2 separate regions of the Triticum aestivum genome follow, and region 1 is linked to region 2. A link is a contact called in public Hi-C data. All regions are on one chromosome and are shown on one strand. Each heading gives the region's core, a stretch centred on a gene start, on an enhancer-like site or on the middle of the called end of the contact. The rest is flanking DNA. Distances are from core to core; before and after follow the strand shown.

Region 1 (2,989 bases), core at 66-2,565, 240 kb after region 2:
CGGTGACTCGGCATGGCTAGCGGTGGATGGATTGGAATGTGGCGGCGGCGGATGAGATGGAAGGGAAATGGGGATGCGATAAGGTGTAGGTGCCGACATTCGGCTTAAATAGTCAGTCTAGGGCCCTCGGGCAGCGCGGCACGGTGCCATCGAGAATTGGAGAAGATGCATGTCAGATCGATGGGTTTCTGACTGTTTTCGCGTGGGTCCCCGCGGTCAGTTCGACGTGGCGGACTCACCCGTGCCTCCTCGTATCCGTCCACTTTAGAGGTGCCGGTCAGCCCGGACATATGAGGCCGGCTTGAGAAGCCTATCTGGGTCTTCTTATTTTTACCGGTCAGTGATCGAGCCGTACTCCTAGGCTTGTAGGTAGAGTTTAGGAAGCCCGGCTGTAGATGGCGTTAGAAGGTGAGATGGTAAGAAGATGATGATCCTAAATAACTTAATGACTAGTACTGCACTTTAGGCGAGTTGAGCTTTCCTTTATCACACGTACTCTGGATCCATGGACGGATACTACAATACAGATACTACAATACAAAGAGAGTGAGTAACTTAACGTGCCGTTGCAACCAAGCGCCATGCCCTTGTCCTCTACTTCAAGTGTTGCGTTAATGTGCCGGCCTGTTTAAGCTAAGGTATCACCATCAGCAGCAGCTAGTACACTCGTGTTGCTTTCTCATTAGCTATGACTATACCGGTGACGGAAGCAAGGGAAATGATAACCGGAATATATCCACATCAAAAATCACACCAGCTTTCCAGCAGGAAAATGCTGCTCACTCACACGCTTGCATGCCCTACTCTACATTGTCTCTCACAGTACTCAACAGTACTAGCACAACCGTTCCACTGCTGGAAATTAGTCCAAATGGCGCATTCATTCATTGAAGAATGGGGGAGGCAAGCACAGCAAAGGACATGACTCGACGAATTTACTCCAACAGTGCTTCCACATCCGTTCGTCCGGCACCCACTATTTTTCGCAATCCACATGTGTACTAGTAGCTCAAAAGTACAATGGATCATCACGGTCAAAAAGAGGGCTCAAAAGTCAGACATGAACCTATTTCCTGGAAGTGTGAGGCAGGGCCTCACTTTGGATCTGAGAAAGGCAGACCAGGATATCCCCAGGAATGGCAGAAAAACCAGAGTAATAATATGTTAATTAAGGGAAATAAGCTGGCTGGAATTTGATCTTTATCTGGTCTGATTCTGAGGAATAATGAAGAGGAGAAGGACAGGGTGGAGGTCAAAAGTCAGGCCAAACCAGACAATTAAGACACCCAGTGGACCGGGGATGGAAAATTGGTGGTACTCCCTCTGGCCAAGAAAATAACAAAAAAGAGGTCTCCTTCCTCCTTTTTCTTCTCATCTGCAGAGGGAGAGAGAGTAGGAGACTCCACCAGCAAAGCAAAGGCGAAGGGAGCACAAGAGACACAATTCCCAGGAAACCGCCGCCTAAAGCTTCTCCCCCCTTTGTCTGTCTTCGCTGCTGCTTCCAAATTTCTAATCTTTCTTTCTTTCTTCTGTTTAGCAAACCAAATTAGTTGTGCGGGAGAAGATCCAAAAGATACAGGAGAGGAGAAGAGAGAGAGAGAGAGAGGGGAATAAATCCTTTTTGGCGAGATTCGTGTGGGAGAGACGAGTTAGGTGTCAGGACCACTCATAAATTCCGCCTCTTCTTTCAGATCTGCTCCGTGCTTCCTCTTCCTCTCCGCATCGCTTTTGCCAACCCAACCAACCGTGCTTCTCTCCGGCGAGTGCAGGGCACCGTTCCTGCTCTTCCTTCCACTTGGAGAAAATCTTTCTTCTCATTTCCTTTTCGGAAGTTTAATTTCTTCTACGAGTTTGTTCGTGTTGAGTTTCCTGTGTGAGAGAGACTGTTCCTGAATCCCACCCTCTTCGAAGCAGAAATCGACCTTTTGTTTTCTTGCTCATCATCTTTGCCGATTTGTTCTTGAGACTTGAGAGAGAGAGAGAGAGAGAGAGAGAGAGAGAGAGACCCTCCTTTTTTCGCCACAAGTTATCCTCTCCGATGGGCAACGCGTTCGCGTGCATGCCGCGCAAGGAGCACCGGGGCGCGGCCGCGGTGTCGCGCAGCAAGCGCATGGGGAGCGCGCGCCCGCCGCGCGGCGGGGCGGCCAAGCTCACGCCGGCGGAGGAGGAGCTCCTGCACCGCCAGGCGCTCGCCATGGCCATCCACCAGCACCTCGACGCCGGAGGCTCCATGTCGCGCCGCATCGACGCCGGCGGCGGCTCCATGTCCCGCCGAATCGGCCCCGGCTCCACCAGCTCCCGGCGACACGGCAACCTCCCGGACTCCGTCACCAATGCCAAGGCTGTAAGGCCCCGACCCTTCTCTGTTTCTGCTCCGCTCTTTGTGTACTTCCGCGCTCCCTTGTCCCCCAGCCTTGCTTTGCGTTCTTGCCTAGAAAAATATATCTACGCTACAATGTTATAATTAACAAGTTCATTGTCAAAGAAAGTTCTGATTTTTTTTGTAAATTATATAGGCTGGTCCAGTTACAAACTGTACTTAGTTAGGTCTAGTACCAAACTTTTCAACTGCAAGAGTTCTTGCAGGACCAGTTGGCCATTTGGCCCTAAATGATTTGGCGTTAGCATACTGTTGTATGCTTTGTTGTTTAGGTTGTTTGGTCGGCAAAATTCTGTCATTATCAGAGTGGTACCACGGGATTGCCGGTTACCTGCTTTGCCACATTGTTTAATGTCTGGTTGCTCTAGGTTTTACTATTTCAGTAGTAAATTGGTTCCTTTTTTGGATTGCTTGTGAATTGGAGATAATTCGGTGATATGATGTGAGTACTTCAGTACTTTTATGTTTGTTGAAGGACACATTCTTTTTCTGTAAGGAAGCACCAGCATGCTTTTACTCAGTTTCTTCATGTCTTCCTTGTTTGGGTTGATTTTGAATTATAATGAGCAGTAACTTCATATTAATCCGTAGTTGAAAATCAGAGGTTCT
Region 2 (3,204 bases), core at 552-3,051:
TTAGGTTAAGTGCATTTTTGTCAGCAGTTAGTTATGACGGCAGTTCTGTCGGTAATTTCAAAGCAATGAGGTTAAGTACAATTCTGACAGAATTAGGAGAAAGTTCAAACATTAGGACAAAGTCTTCATATTACTGATATATTATCCATTACAACAAGCATTACAACCAAGACTTCATACTGAGCAAACAACCGTGCCACTACAATGGCTTTTAGTATGCTCAATTTAGAACAAGAGATCTCTTAGAACACCTACACTTACTCATTTAACAACACTTCACTTCTTCATAATTAAGGTGAAACACGTCACACAAAAGCACTATAACAAAAGCCATCCGCAGCTTTAGCAGCAGCAAAATCTCTCTGCCTAATCCTAACATCATAGCAACTTGCTGCTTGGTAGCATACTTATTCTCATTGGAGCTGGCATAATTAGCTCTGCCTACAGTGCCTCTTCCAACCATGCCCCTTCCAACTGTGCTTCTGCCTGCCATTGATTCAGTCCTCTGCCTCTCAAGCTCTTTCCTCATGTCCTCAGTTGCACCAATTGCATCTACAGCAGCATCACCAACCAGACGCCTTGTTTCAACCAGATGCACCACATATTCGAGCTCCCAGCGCTAGAAATCACAAGTGACCTGAGAAAAAAATTACATCTCTATTCACCTACAGAATGACAGTAAAGTTCAGAGTGCATGACTCAATGGCAGACTAGTTAACCAACTAGTTCTGTCAGTAATTTTGTAACCAAGGATAGTCTAAACTACCGTATTAATCAGAGCAATGCCTAGTTAACCAATTAATGTGCCTAATTTAATCAGTGCTCTGCTTCAATACTACTGTTGCTAGAATTGACACGCCATGAATCAACAAGTAGCTAGGAACTGGCACTTACAGTGTGGTTGACGCACTTGTAGAAGATTCATCCATCGTGCTCATCGGTGCTAGACCGGTAGAACCTCACCTGCTCGCCGCAATCCAGGCACCCGATCAATGGTACAACAACGGAGCGGCCACGCAATGCATTGCGGACAGAGCTGGAAGACGACATGACAGTGGGGCCGAAGGCGGCGGAGGAGGGCATGGGCAATGGCTGCGGCGGCGGAGGGCGTCGACGTCGGCAATGGCTGCGGCGGCGGGGCCGGGAGTTGGGCTAGGGTTGGGAGGAGAAGAAGAGGAGAGCGGGGATAAGCGAGCGGCCGACCAGGTGCGACCAGGTCATGGCGTTTTTGCAAAAAAAAAACGGATCGAGTAGTATTCACCCTAGGATCGACTAGGTGTTGGTCAAAGCGAGCTGGCGGCCGCTGACTCGGCCAAGTCAGCAAATACGTACATGAAATCGTACAAATGGATCAAAGTGAACCCCTTGCACAAGTATTTGGACCGTAGTTAGGGTATTTTGAAATAGTGGTATCAAACTGTCATCCGGTTCAAATTTAGTGACGTATAGTGAATTTCTCTCTTGTTAAAGATGTGTGATTTACCTAACTTTTGTGGCCGGTACCACAAGAGAAAAATGCCATGGGTGAGATGGCACGGACCAGCGGCCGCCCGTGCCCGCACTCGCCGTCTGCTCCCATCCCCAACCCAACATCGGAGAGGAAGCCATCCGTCCACCCGTTGCAGATCGGAAGGCAATGGACCCCCGCGCCTCCGGTCATCACACCGACAGATGGGACCGGCACCCAGCAGTCAAAGGGACAGAGAGAGGGGAAGGACGAGCGGAGCAAAACCCCCAGCCCCAATCCCAACCACCCCCGCTGTGCCGATCCTCCTGCTGCACCTGCATTGCATAAAGCGAAGGGGAAGCGCCTCACTGTCCTTGCTTCTCCTCGGTCGCGTCGCTCTCACGCTCTCTGCCTGCCTGCCTGCCTAAAACCCCAACCTCCAAATCGAAGGCAAAAGAAAACCCCAACCTCGACCGCAACGTCGTCGTAGGGTTTCCCTCGCCCCCGGCGGCGGCGTTCGGCGATCGCCGGCGCGCAGGTAGTCCTTCCCGACCCCCGTCATTTCCGCGCTTTTGTCTCGTGTTTTGTTTCTCGACGCCGCCGTCGCGGGGGTTTTCTCGCCGCGTCTCAGGTGCAATGTCGCCTCTGCTCTGCTCTGCTCGCGGCCGCCCTTTGGTTGGTTTCCGCACGGGATCGTTCGTCTGGTCGCGGCTCGAGCCTGTGCTCTTCTTCTGAGAAAAAAAGAGAGAGTTTGTGCGGCACGAGCGAGGGTTTTGGGAGGGAGCCCGTGGCCTCGCCGCGCCCAGGAGCCGCCGGTGCTCTGCTTTTCGTTTATATATACCCTTCGGTGGTTTGTGCCCTGTGTGATGCGTCGAATTGAGCGGCGCGCTTTGCGACGCTGGGGTTATATTAGTGCGGAGGGATCCTTGTCTTGATCTGCGCCAAGTGGTCGGTTTCTCCATCTGCTGCCATTGGCTTGCGACATGTGGCCTACCACGATTGGACACAAAAGTTCTCTTAAAATTGGCGTTTTGTTAGATTGCTGCGCTGCTCAAGTGGCCGGTTTACGCGAAATGGTTGTCTGACGCGTGTTGTATCTGCACTATTTGTTACTCCCTCCATTCCTAAATATAAGTCTCGTTTTGCTCTGTATGTAGTCCATATTGGAATCTCTAAAAAGACTTATAATTAGGAAGGGATGGAGTATGTTATATGTTGTTACTGTCTAGGAAATTGTTGGTAGTTCTGGTATTCAGTGGCCAATGTCTTGTCTTGTGGAGCTATCTCTGCATGTCTTCTGTTTACTCGTCCTTTAATTGCAGCCAGATTGCATAATGTGGTACTCTCTCTGTCCGAAAAAGGTTGTCCCTCAAATGGATGTGTCTAGCACCAAGTTAGTGCTAGATACATCCATTTGAGAGACAAGCTTGGGACAAGCTTTTTCGGACGGAGGGAGTATATTTGATGACTTTGTTGCAATGTTCCTCTTCTCTCTCTTTTTTTTTTTGAGCAGAATGTCATGTGTTCCTCTTCTTTCTCTCGTGAAAACTGATAAAAAATCCCTTTGTTGACATTTGGCAGCTACCCGGTGGTTCAGCGATGGAAGAGCCGGATACGAACCTCGGTCAGCAGTCACCAAATGGACCAGATACTGAGATTGATGTCTCGGATTTCATGGTTTTGGATTGCGACGAGGAAGGCAAGTTTTATGTAAAACAGGATGCAAAAGGGGAGCAGCAACCATCTGGAGGGCTGTC

Evidence for each region. Hi-C and Micro-C count contacts between places; a contact is called where the count stands out from the background.
Region 1: a contact with region 2 is called in a Hi-C map of leaf, with 3 times the contacts expected there. The contact joins the promoter of LOC123157179 here to the promoter of LOC123160438 in region 2. A contact is called at or near these places in 2 of 5 Hi-C or Micro-C datasets (both in leaf).

Annotation. Positions count from the first base shown.
Region 1 is chr7B:422,590,468-422,593,456 of IWGSC CS RefSeq v2.1, forward strand. LOC123157179 (putative methylesterase 14, chloroplastic) reads left to right here and starts at 1,316. Exons shown (of 5, transcript XM_044575432.1): 1 at 1,316-2,344. The coding sequence starts at 2,039.
Region 2 is chr7B:422,351,693-422,354,896 of IWGSC CS RefSeq v2.1, forward strand. It overlaps LOC123160438 (DNA-directed RNA polymerases IV and V subunit 2), which reads left to right and starts at 1,802. Exons shown (of 8, transcript XM_044578254.1): 1 at 1,802-1,985; 2 at 3,029-3,204. The coding sequence starts at 3,047.